Linked DNA regions of Sus scrofa: all the other regions are linked to region 3. The links are chromatin contacts, called in public Hi-C and HiChIP or PLAC-seq maps. All regions are on one chromosome and are shown on one strand. The core of a region is the stretch at or near the end of the contact, and the rest is flanking DNA. Distances in the headings are between cores, read along the strand shown. Region 1 holds the start of ZNF335 (zinc finger protein 335). Region 2 holds the start of SNX21 (sorting nexin-21). Region 3 holds the start of SYS1 (protein SYS1 homolog). Region 4 overlaps WFDC3 (WAP four-disulfide core domain protein 3).

Region 1 (2,761 bases), core at 205-2,704, 470 kb before region 3:
GAACAGCAGTCAACAAACCAGGTTGGCTTGCTTGCCTTTGTAATGGAAGAACTGCGATATTTGTTTCAAGGCATTAAGACCTTAGGCCATGAGCTTTCACTCTCTGGTCTTGAGCTCCTTGATGAGGCGGTTATTTTCTATATCATGACATTCTGCAACCTTATGATTTGGTGGCAAAGGCCAAGGTTAGGACTGTGCCTTCGTTGGGTTGGGAATGGAATAGGTGCTGTGGAGGTACTCCTCAGTACCCGGATGTCCTTGAGGGAGGTCGCTTGGCAGGATACATCCCAGTGGCGTGGAATGGGGATTGGAGGTGGCTCTGTAGGACTGAGGAATCAGATTGGAAAAACTGCCTAGTGGGGAGCAAACCAACCTGCTATCATGCCCTTGTTTATCCAGCTCTCTAGGGCTGCTCTGGGAGCCTGGAACTGCTGAATGGGGGGTAGTGGTTGCGAGTGGGCAGAGCCAATCCAGAGGCCTCATGCTGTCTTCCTCCTACCAAAACCTGCTCCTAGGAAAAGACCAGGGAAACCCCCTCATACTCAGTACAACAAACCATAATAGCTGAAACACCCTGTCTTTTTAAGCAGGTTTTCTTTGCAGGGGTTTAGATTTCTCCCACCGCCCCCTTCCCCATTTGTATTTTTCAATTGATGAAAACAACTTATGCAACAAGACTCTGGGACAAACCGGAGAACCAGTCTCCTGAGCAAAATGCGAAAAAGGCTTAAACAGAGGGTACTGCCAAAGGTGGCATTTCAAGCATCAGAAGGGGAAAGTCGTACCTTTCTGAAAAGCTGCAGACTTCTAAATACATCTACATATATTGAGCAGAGAAGGGCTGTGGAGGTAGCTTGACCTCCATCTCTATTATGTAACAAATCTGTGTCCAAAGCTCAAGAAGGGCCAGGCACTCACTCATCTCCATTTCTCCAACTCTGGCCATTCGGGTTTGCATTCAGAATCCCTATACTTGATGTGACTTTGGACCAGCCACCTCCCATCTCGGGGCCTCAGTTTCCCCATTTGTAAAACCAGGATTATACGCTCCCCTCCTCCCAGGACACGTCAAACCTAATCGGGAAAGATTTGATTGGGTACGATGAGAATGCAAAGTAATTGGTTAAAAGCCAGGCGAAAGGACGCATAACAGATACCTCCCTCCCGCCAAGCCAGTCGCACTCCATTCGGACTGTTCCGGGAAGGGCGTGGACAGGCCACTGGGAGTCACGCCCCCGGAAGTGGGGCCAGCCTTAGCCGCGCCCAGCCCTGCGGCCCAAGGAAGGGACCCAGGGATGACGTCACACAACTCCTAGGTATTCATCCGCCGCGAGAGAAAGTAGTCCCCAAACCATAGCTGACTCCACCACCGGTACTAAGCGCTATAAAAAATTCTACATTCTCTTAGGGCTCTAGTATACTTTTGAGGCCTCGGAACCACCTTCCAGCACACTGGAAGCCTGTCTTTCTCCGGGCCGGCGTAGGAAGTAGTTCCGGCCTGCAATACACCGATGGGTCCCTCCGCAACGGGGGAAAGAGGATGGCGACCTCGTCGATGCCGGAGTCGGGGAGGAACGCGGTTACGGAAGCGTCAGGTGAGCGTCGGGTAGAGTCAGGTCGCCCCACTGCACCCTTCCGTGAAGTGAGGCCACAATGCGGGGATACCCGGCAGCGAGGTGCCGAGCCCGGCGGGGCTGTCCGAACAGGGCCCCGGGGTCCCAGGCCCTTTAGTTGCTCTCGGACTTGCCTGAGCGGAAACTCGGCGCCACCACAAGATGGCGTCGGGCCTGGAGCGCAGGCAGCGCCGGGGACAGCCCCGAGTCTCCAGGCCCCGGGACCGTCGCTGTCAGCCCCCTCCGCACGCGAACCAGGGGAGGGGGGGAGCAAGCTGCTGACCCAGGGGGCCTGCGGGCTGTACCACCGACCCTTCCCCCGGGGGGACTTGGGGGACCAAAGGGCTGAACCACTGAGCCTGATCGGGCCCCGTAGAGTGAACCACTCTGCTGGAATCATGGAGGGGAGGAGAAAAGGGTCAAGATTACCCGCCATTGACGACCCTCCCGGGGATGGGGAAGGAGCCCGAGACGGGGAAGCAAGGCTTCCTGGTTCTGTTTTCCCGAAGCTCCCCTCGCGGTACACTAGAAAGCCCCGCCCCGCCGGCTACTCGGTCTCTGCATCTGCGAAATGGGCGCATGGGTGCAGCTGGGTGGGCCGCGATGGCCGGGGCCGAGGAGGAGGCCCACCTGTTCCAGCCCCCGTCACCGCTTCTCGCAGAGTGAAGGCCCCAGATCCTGCGCCCTCCTGTCAGGCCTCCCCCGGAACCAATGGAAGAGAACGAGGTGGAGAGCAGTAGCGACGCGGCCCCTGGGCCTGGCCAGCCCGAAGAGCCCTCTGAGAGCGGCTTGGGTGTGGGCACCTCGGAAGCCGTGTCGGCCGACAGCAGCGACGCGGCGGCCGCCCCGGGGCCGGCGGAGGCCGACGACTCCCGCGTGGGTCAGAGCTCGGACCGCGGTAGCAGCTCTCTGGTATGGCCGGCGTTGGGGGGAGGCAGCAGCTTCCAAGGGGAAGCCAGCAAGGCTTGCTTATAACCAATATTTGTTTATGGTTTGTTGTGAGCCAGACACCGTGCCAAGCCCCTGGCTTGAATTTTCTCTTTTGGCTCTCATACCTTGTAAGGCATATATCAGTCTTTCCCACATCTCACAGAGAAAGAAACTGAGGCACAGAGCCAGGATTCAGATCTAGACTGCGGGCTGAGCTC
Region 2 (2,879 bases), core at 185-2,684, 350 kb before region 3:
TTGCATCTTGCTACAATTTTCAAAACCCTGGGGGCAGGGACACACACACCAGGTCTTAGTCTCAAACCCCAGGATAGGATGGGTCCATAATCTCTTGCTCGGGTTTCATCCCCTTTCTGACCTCAGTTTCCCCATCTGTACAATGGAGCTGCCATTTATAACTTCGCAGCCCCCCAGGAAGCTGGAGCTTTCCCTACTTTCTCTTAGCCAGATTTCTAGACTCATACATAGCCCAGGAATTCCTGGGCCCTCACTCACCACGTACTTGGAGGGTGGGTCTTTGACCACGTTGGCGCTGGTCACCTCAAAGAGGAGCCGCTGGGGTACCAGGGTGTTCCGGGACTTCTTCCAAAAATCTTGCAACTGCCGTGTCAGGAGCTGACTGCCTCGCTGCCCATCAGGTGGGGGACTCCGGTCTGCATGAGAACAGGATGGGCCTGGGGGCAGGTTCGACAGAAGTTACTGTGTGGTGACCTCACTCATTCCCCCAACAAATGACAAAGGCTTTACCCCCATTTGACATACACAGAAATGGAGGGCCAGAGAGGGGCCCGGGGCCAAACACCTGCCCGACAGACAGCAGGCGTTAAATATCTCCACCCCCAAACATCGCTGGCACATTTGCATCCGAGACCCCGTACATTTCATTCCCTTAACAACCCTGAGATGGAAGTGACTTCTTCGATTTGACAAAAGGGAACTCTGCTCAGAGAGGTGGTGTGCCTCTCTGAAGGTCACACAGCCAAGAGGCGGCTGGGGCACTTAAACAACTGTCTGAGTTTCGGCTGGATCAACTCGGGAACGCGGCTGGGGTGGAGGCCTAATCGAGCCCCAGTGTCCCCGCCTCCATCCTCCCGCACTTGCCTGTGTCTTCTCCCGCCGCCCGGTCCCCGGAGGCCAGCGGGTCGGAGCCGGCCTCCTCGTCGTCCTCTTCGTCCTCGTCCTCGTCGTCCTCGGCGCTGGTGAAGCTCAGGGTGCCGCTGAGGCGGGACGACAGGCCCTCAGCGTCGTCGTCCTCCAGTTCCGAGCTCTCAGGGAACTGCTCGGCCTCGGGGCCGGCCGCCCCCTCCCCGGGGCCGTCGCCGGCCAGGGCGTGCCGCAGCCGGTGCAGGAGCCTCGAGGCCATGGCACCCCGGGGGGAGCGCGCGACTCTGGGTCCCGGGCCGGGAGGCTGACCCCGGCCCCGGCGCAGGGAGGAGGGGGGCGGGGCCCAGATCGGGGAGGGAGGGGCGCCGCGGAGGCCCCGCCCCTGCCCGTGGGGGTCTCGCGACTCACCCGGCGCCTGTTTCGCCCCCTTGCGAGTCTCTGCCTCCTGCGCCCCGCGGTGCACTGTGGGGTGTCCCGCTCCCCTGGGTCCCCCTGCAACCCCGGGTGGCTGCCCAAGGCCAACCGAGGCCAGCCCGGCTCCGCCGGGCTCGGGCCGCTCAGAGCGCCGCTCCGGCCCCTTCCTGCCGCCGCCCCGCCTCCGGCCCCGCCCGCCTTCCGAGCCGCCCGGGAATCCCGGGCCCTTCGCTGCAGGAGGGATTTGGGAATCCTGGGTAGGCCTGGGCGGGCCCAGGCCTCCAGGCGGAGCGTCCCCAGTCCGGAGGGACCCACACCCTCCTTGAATCCTTCCACCCCTCGGGGAGCCCCACGCTGGCCGCCTGCCTATCCTCCAATTTCCACTCAGCTAACTTTCCAAAGTCATTACACAGCAGTAGGAAGCCCATCTCTCCTGTGAGGAAACCGAGGCCTAGAGAAGCCACCCGATCTCCGAAGGAATCTGACCCCTGACCTCGCTGAGCCTAGGTTTTCTCATATGTAAAACACAAACAATCACTACCAGAATGAATTTTGCAGCTCTTGTGTGGACCCAGGGTCTGGCACAGAGCAGGGACTCTAATCAGTTACACAACGACTATTGTTTCTGCGTGTTCACGTGCTTTTATTATCTTATTTGAAGTAGACCAAAGGGGAAACTGAGACTCAGAGAGGCTGAGTTACTTGCCTTAAGTCACACAGCTTGCCAGGGGTTTCTGAGTGTGGGGCCTTGCAGCCCAGGTCTCCTGAGTTCCATGTCTTGTTCTGTTCTGGTGCTGCAAGCCCAGTCATTTCAGCAACTACTTTAGGGAGCTGGGTTTTTATCTTTTATCCAGAGGGCAGCAGCAGGTCAAAAATTTATTGTTGTTTCCTGTCAAAAGGCCTAGCAGGGCAGATATTGCTAGTTATACAATCAAACAGGTAAGGAGTTCCCATCGTGGCACAGTGGAAACCTGACTAGGAACCATGAGGTTTCGGGTTCTCTCCCTGGCCTTGCTCAGTGGGTTAAGGATCCGGTGTTGCTGTGAGCTGTGGTGTAGGTCACAGACGCAGTTTGGATCTGGCATTGCTGTGGCTGTGGTGTAGGCCAGCAGCTGTAGCTCCAATTAGACCTCTAGCCTGGGAACCTCCACATGCTGCGGGTATGGCCCTGAAAAGACAAAACGAACAAACAAACAAAACAGGTAAAATCTCTCTGATGGTAGCTTCTACCTTTTTTCATTGGCTTGGGAGAGAGGGGTGGAGGAATAGCTTTGAATGGAACACACCCTGAAGGGGTAAGGCTCTCCTGTGTTTTTTTGGATTTTTACAGTCACACCTGCAGCATATGGAAGTCACTGGCTAGGGGTCGAATCAGAGCTGCAGCTGGAGCCACTGCAGCACCTGATCCAAGCTGCATCTCCGAGCTATGCCACAGACAGCTTGGGGCAATGCTGGTTCCTTAACCCGCTGAGCCAGGCCAGGGATTGCCCCTGCATCCTCACAGAAACAGTGTCAGGTCTTTGATCCGCTGGGCCACAAAGGGAATGTCAAAGGGCTCTCATTTCTTAAGGTTCCACTGTGTCCTCCGTCTGGGTCGA
Region 3 (2,965 bases), core at 23-2,522:
CCAAAGAGGAAATAAGTTTAGAAAGGTGAAATAACTTGCCCAAGTCCCACAGTTAGAATGCTGGGGTCTAGACTGGACCCTAAGCTTTTCTGAATCCAAAGTACAGGCTCTCTGCAGTCTGCCACCTTTCTGATACTGATTTTATGATTTTGCAGACAGGAAAACTGAAGTTCAGAGAGGTGAGGATACTTTCCCAAGGTCACATGGCTAATACATGGGAGTTAAACAGAGTCCTGACTCCAAAGCCCAGGTAGTTCCCACTCTACCTCCGTGAATGATCTTTTATCCATTCCTCCCTCCCCAGTTTGATACCTGGAAATCTAGGGCTCAGAGAAGTGAAGTCACTTTCTCAGTGTCAGCAAGGAGATGTATCAGACTGCCTGGAACGCAGGTCTGTTTATTCTAACACCCAGGGCCTTTCCTTTGTACCAGTCTGCCTTCCCGTTATGAGTCATTCCATTTTACGGATGGGGCAGCCGAGGTTCGGAAAGTGATATCCCTTTCCCAGAGCCACAAAGTGAGAAGGTAGCCCAGTGAGGTCTACAGCCATTAGTGACAGACCACCTCGTGAAGCCGAGACCCCGCCCGCGTCGGCCCAGGGACCCTACCTCGGCGTCGAACATCTGGTCCAGCGAGGGGCTGCTGCGCACCAGCCCGTCCACCAGCGCCAGCCACAGGCCTAGCGAGCCGTAATAGACAGTCTGCATGAGGACGATCTGTGACAGGATCAGCAACGGGTCCCACACGTAGCTGCGGAACTGGCCCGCCATGCCGGCTCGCGGGGCACTGCTGCCGCCCGGGCCTGGGTCAGCGCCGCCGCCGCCGCGCCATGGGCCCCGGGCAGCCCCGGCACCTGCGAGGACACACACACGCCGGGCCTCAGCCAGCCGGCCGTCACCATGGCAACATCGCCCCGCCCAGGAGGAGGGGCTGGGACGGAGGGGGCGAGCCCATTCCCGGAATGGGGGGGAGGGCAGGACGGACAGACCCATTACCGAACTGAGGGGAAGTCCTGCCCGTTACGGCTGCTCGAGCCCCGCCCGTCCTCGAGCTTCTCTGAAGTTCACTCACCAGTGTCGGACTCGAGAATCAAAGCGTCCGAGTGCGGCCCAGTCTCACCGGCTGGCCCCCGAAGCAGTGCTGACAGGCAGAACCATGGAGAAGAGTCCCTACAGGCCTAGAGAGGCAAAGCTCCAGCGGCGGCCGAGGCAGCAGCGGATACGTAGGAAGGAAGCGTTTCCGGGAACAGCGTAGGGGGCGGGGCTGAGATTGCGCAGGCGTAGGGGTGCAGTCTTCGGCGGAGCCCCCTAAAGCAGGGGTGGGGGCGGGTTTTAGGGCGGCCCCGAACCGAAGTATGCACATGCGCACAATAAAGAATGAAGGCGAACGGAAGTGAGGCGTGAGCGCGGTGGAGCTTGCGTGCCCTCTAGAGGGGGATCTTGGGGAAAGTAGGGTAGCTGGGGTGGAAGATAGAGGGGTGGCCGTGGGCGAGGGAAAGTCTGGGAATTAAGGGATTGATTACGTCGACTCTGTTTTCAACCTAGATTCCCAGCGTTTTCTTTCGCCTAAAGTCCGGGGTGACTTAAAATGAACCTGCCAGCAATTCCACACATGATTTCGCCCCTGTTTCCTTAGATAAAACTAAGGGTCAGAGAAGGAAAGCAACATACTGTCTCAAAGACAGTGGCAATCAAAATTAGAATTCAGCTGTGCCCAACACCACAGCATTGATTTCGGGCCTATAGAGTGGTTAGGAAGATTTGGACACTTTCAAATGAAACAGCTCTGCTCTCAGACAAACTCACTGTGTTAGAAGGCAAAGTACTGGGTGTTTTATAATGTATCCATTTATATTTATATATCCATATGTATTTATTAAGGGGGAGGAAGCAGAGGTTCTGAATTCATACCTAGAAGCATATCCACATTCTGCCTGCCACCCTGACTGTGAGCATGTCTTGCTCACCATGACTTCTCTTCTGAGTCTAAATAGTGTGGACAGTCAGTAAATATTTGCTGAATGAGTCAAGAATAGAGAAAGGGCAACAGCAAATTGATGAATCATTTCATTCCTGCCTCAGCGGACCAAAACCCCTCAATTTCATTGATCCTAGGTTTTCCTTTTCCGGAATGGAAAGAAGGGAAGTAACTGGTTCCAGGAAAAAAAAAAATCCAGGTTTTAGAGCCTGCTGTACTAGTTGTGTGACTAGTACACTTCCTTCTTTAAACCTCAGCTTCCCTGTTTCTGAAACGTAAAGTTAGACAAGATTAATGTTTTACATCATTTAATCTACTCTCCTTTAATTACTTCCCAGTTAAAACAACTTTATCAAAGACCCATGTCACTTGCACATCAGAATTTCTGAACAGCATGTGATAAGCATGATAGCACCTTGAGCTGATACAATTTCAGACAAAAGTAAAGAACCTTGATACTCTATCAAGAGTAAGTCAGGATTCCCATCATGGCTCAGCAGTGACAAATCCGACTACTAGCCATGAGGACACAAGCTTGGTCCTTGGCCTTGCTGAATGGGTTAAGGAGCCAGGGGCATTGCCACAAGCTGAGGCGTAGGTCACAGACATGGCTCTGATCTGGCGTTGCTGTGGCTGTGGTGTAGGCCAGCAGCTACAGGTCCAGTTTGACTCCCAGCCTGGGAACTTCCATATGCCGCAGGTGCGGCCCTTAAAAAAAAAAAAAAAAGAGGATGTGATTTCGCTTATTATTTGGAAATGTTGTAAACAGTTCCCTTGGACTCCAGTTTGCAAGTCATTAAAGCCCAAAGACATGAGGTGCTTTCCAGCTCAACTGTTCTTTTAGGCCCCTCAGTTGAGCTCAGCAAATCTCTCTGGTTCATGGATGACTCAGATGATTTAATGTTTCTGCGAAAATATCATGTTTGTTAAGTATCTACATGATCTTATTTATTTCTCACAATCCGGGAAGGTAGATATTCCCTACTTT
Region 4 (2,960 bases), core at 290-2,789, 300 kb before region 3:
CCCAAGGCCACAGTGGTGAAAGTGCTGAATCCTAACTACTAGACTACTAGGGAACTCCCAGGAATACAGTGTCTAACCAGCCCCTTTATCAGGAGAATCAGGATCATTTTCTCTTCCCTTGGTCACGTCAGCTCTCAGATGGGAGGGGCTTTCCTTCCAGCCACTCCTCCCCAGGTCACAGGCCCTTTCCCCTCTGTCTGTGGCTGGCTTCGGCAGCTCCCTTGGGCAGCCTGCCCATAACGGAGAATAGAGGGCTGTCCTCCTTGCCAGGACTCTTGAGGTCCAACTCTGGAACCAGAGCCTGGCAATCTGTCTCACGCGATTACTCACTGTCAGCTCGTGGGGCCTGGCACAATCTTCCCAGTGTTTGAAGGTGATGGCTGAATGGCCTTGGGGCTGAGGGTGAGGCTGGCACTCAGGCCAGGCACCTCTGTGAGCTGTTCTGGGCCCTGGCCAGCCAGCCCAGGCAGGGCTTCCTCTTTCCTTTGAGCCAGGCAGGCTAGAACAGGGACCTCCCTGAGATCTCCTGGAGCCCCCTGGTCCAGAGGGTTCCTAATCTGGTGGGAAGTGATATTGGCTGCTGGGTTATTAGTTAATTACTTTTCTCTGGCTCCAGTCCTGGGGAGGAGGGCTGGGCCACTCACCCAGCAGGACTGGCTGCTCTTCTCCTTCCGGCTCTGAACACTTTCTGCTTTCTTTTAGCCCTGATTTGCCAGAGCTTTACTGAGGCCTGTGCTGTCTGTTTGATAAGTAAGGTGGACAGTTGGCATGGTGCCTGAGGGCACAGGGCACATCCTGGGACCTGCTCCCCTGAGGCAGTTCTGGTCTTAGCGTGGGTGGGTCTGAATCCTGGCTCCTCTGCTCTCTTACTATGTGGCCTTGGGCAAGGGTTTTCTGTCTTTTTTTTTTTTTTTTTTTTTTGGTCTTTTTAGGGCTGCACCCACAGCATATGGAAGTTCCCAGGTTAGGGGTCTAATTGGAGCTACAGCTGCTGGCCTACGCCACAGCAACACAGGATCCGAGCTGCATCTGCGATCTACACCACAGCTCACTGCAATGCCAGATCCCTGACCCGCTGAGTGAGGCCAGGGATCAAACCTGCATCCTCATGGATACTAGCCAGGTTCTTAACCTACTGAGCCACAGTGGGAGCTCCTGGGCAAGTTTTTTTCATCTCTCTGAACCTCACTTTTATCATCCTTAAAATGGAGATAAGGATATTTATCTCCTAGGGTGGTAACACAGTGTCCGTCCATTTGGGCTGGTGTAACAGAGTACCATGGACTAGGTGGCTTCTAAACAACAGTAATTTCTTTTTTCAGACAAAAACAAAAACAAAAACAAAACAAACAAACAAAAACAAAAAACAAAACCCAAAAAGAGCACTCTGCTGATGTGTGAAGAATGGACAGGGGAGGGCAGTAGATGACAGGCCAGTTAAGGGGCCCTGGTGGCAGGCAGGGCTGGGACCAGGGTAGGGCAGTGACAGAGCAGATGTGGAAAAGTGGCAGACGTGTAGCACTTTTGAAGGTGGAGCTGACTGGACTGGGGAAAGAAGTTAGCAGAAGTGGGTGCTGAGGAAGAGGAAGTGTTAAGAAGGGTGCTGGGTGAGAGCGGTCCTCTGTACAGAGCAGGGGACAACTCTGAGAGAGGGAGGATCTGGAGTGAAGATCCAGACCATGGCCTAAGACTTGTCCCCTTTGGCTTCCGCATGGCCCCCTCCCATTGTGTGGAAGTTGACTCTCCTTCATCCCCCGGGCCCCCGTGTTTTGCTTCTTACAGTGTGGGCATTATGTCCTTTGTATGGACTGATGGTCTGGGCTCCCTGTGTGTGGGGGGTCGCCTTTTCCTGAAACCTCACTGCTGGTTGTACAGCAGAGTTACCACAGCAGGCCTGAGATTGATCTCAGAAAGGCCTGCTCACAACATCACCTTGGCTGGCTTCTGGGCATTTGGATTTTGAGAAGGTTCCTACCACCCTAACCAATAAGAGTGGTACGTGCCAGGCAGAGAGTGTCCATGTGACCAGTCCCCAGGAAGAACCTGGAGTCACTAATGAGCTTCCCTGGTACAGGGCACTCGGCACGTGTTGTCACAGCTCCGTGCTGGAGGGACAAAGTGCATCCTGGGAGACTCCCCTGGGAGACGGCTCTTGGAAGCTTGTGCCTGATTCCTTTGGACTTTGCCTCATGGACCTCTTCCCTCTGATGATTGTGCTTTGTGAATTTTTTTTTTTTTTTTCTGCTCCTTGGCATATGGAGGTCAAGGGCAGCCAGGGATGACTTCCGAGCCTCAGTTGCAACCTACCCCGGGGAATTGAATCCTCATCCTGGTGCTGCAGAGACGCCGCCAATTCCATTGTGCCACAGCGGGAATTCCTGCTTTGTGTTTGGGGGCTGTAATAAATCATGGCCATGCGTACAACTGTGTGCCAAGCTCTGTGAGTCCTAGTGAATGCCCGAACCTAGGAGTTGTCCTGGGGGCTCTGGACACACTGGTTTATAAGTTTCCCCAACCTCTTAAACAGTCAACCACGATCTTCTTTTGTGGCAGAATTGAGCTGAATGTCACCGTTGATTTGTCTTTGATCCTTGTGGGAACGGAGGGGATCATAACGATGTGGGTTAAAGGGCACTAGACTGGGAGTTCCCGCTGTGGCCAGTATCCAGAGCACGTGGGTTTGATACCTGGCCTTGCTCAGTGGGTTAAGGATCCCGCGTTGCCAAGAGCTGTGGTGTAGGTCGAAGACGAGGCTTGGATCCCATGTTGCTGTGGCTGTGGCTTAGGTTTGACCCAATTCTGTGACCAGTCCCTCCTATTTCTACATGTCTGTCTGTCTATTTACAAGAGAAGGGAAGTGGGTTTGAGGGCTCAGAAGGACCTTCTTGGCCTAAAAAGTTTTGAAATTTCACATTTCTGCCATGTCCTTCCCTAGCGGAAGTTTGGAACTGGGGCAACGG

What was found. Hi-C and Micro-C count contacts between places; a contact is called where the count stands out from the background. HiChIP or PLAC-seq counts read pairs in DNA pulled down with a chosen protein or histone mark.
Region 1: an H3K27ac HiChIP or PLAC-seq map of alveolar macrophages shows a contact between it and region 3. The contact joins the promoter of ZNF335 here to the promoter of SYS1 in region 3. A contact is called at or near these places in 1 of 5 promoter capture datasets (liver) and 1 of 2 datasets of contacts at active chromatin or transcription factors (alveolar macrophages).
Region 2: a Hi-C map of liver shows a contact between it and region 3, with 4 times the contacts expected there. The contact joins the promoter of SNX21 here to the promoter of SYS1 in region 3. A contact is called at or near these places in 1 of 5 promoter capture datasets (fetal liver), 4 of 47 Hi-C or Micro-C datasets (embryonic fibroblasts, heart right ventricle, liver and 1 more) and 1 of 2 datasets of contacts at active chromatin or transcription factors (alveolar macrophages).
Region 4: a contact with region 3 is called in an H3K27ac HiChIP or PLAC-seq map of alveolar macrophages. The contact joins the enhancer-like site here to the promoter of SYS1 in region 3. A contact is called at or near these places in 2 of 5 promoter capture datasets (fetal skeletal muscle and liver), 8 of 47 Hi-C or Micro-C datasets (brain, embryonic fibroblasts, fetal skeletal muscle and 4 more) and 2 of 2 datasets of contacts at active chromatin or transcription factors (alveolar macrophages and skeletal muscle).

Annotation. Positions count from the first base shown.
Region 1 is chr17:48,151,944-48,154,704 of Sscrofa11.1, reverse strand. It overlaps ZNF335 (zinc finger protein 335), which reads left to right and starts at 1,454. Exons shown (of 27, transcript XM_021077367.1): 1 at 1,454-1,595; 2 at 2,275-2,525. The coding sequence starts at 2,325.
Region 2 is chr17:48,032,163-48,035,041 of Sscrofa11.1, reverse strand. It overlaps SNX21 (sorting nexin-21), which reads right to left and starts at 1,434. Exons shown (of 3, transcript XM_013985408.2): 1 at 865-1,434; 2 at 259-437. The coding sequence starts at 1,126.
Region 3 is chr17:47,684,491-47,687,455 of Sscrofa11.1, reverse strand. SYS1 (protein SYS1 homolog) reads right to left here and starts at 1,272. Exons shown (of 4, transcript XM_005672967.3): 1 at 1,072-1,272; 2 at 609-853. The coding sequence starts at 770. DBNDD2 (dysbindin (dystrobrevin binding protein 1) domain containing 2) reads right to left here and starts at 1,236. Exons shown (of 6, transcript NM_001243672.1): 1 at 1,072-1,236; 2 at 609-853.
Region 4 is chr17:47,981,975-47,984,934 of Sscrofa11.1, reverse strand. All of the region lies in intron 1 of WFDC3 (WAP four-disulfide core domain protein 3), which reads left to right. Among named protein-coding and RNA genes, the nearest start is that of DNTTIP1, 11 kb to the left of the region's middle. Within about 2 kb of position 1,539, at least 15 of the 83 cell types and tissues checked have an H3K27ac peak or open chromatin away from gene starts, as enhancers often do. A contact at or near this core is called in alveolar macrophages, omental adipose tissue and retroperitoneal adipose tissue, where this site is marked.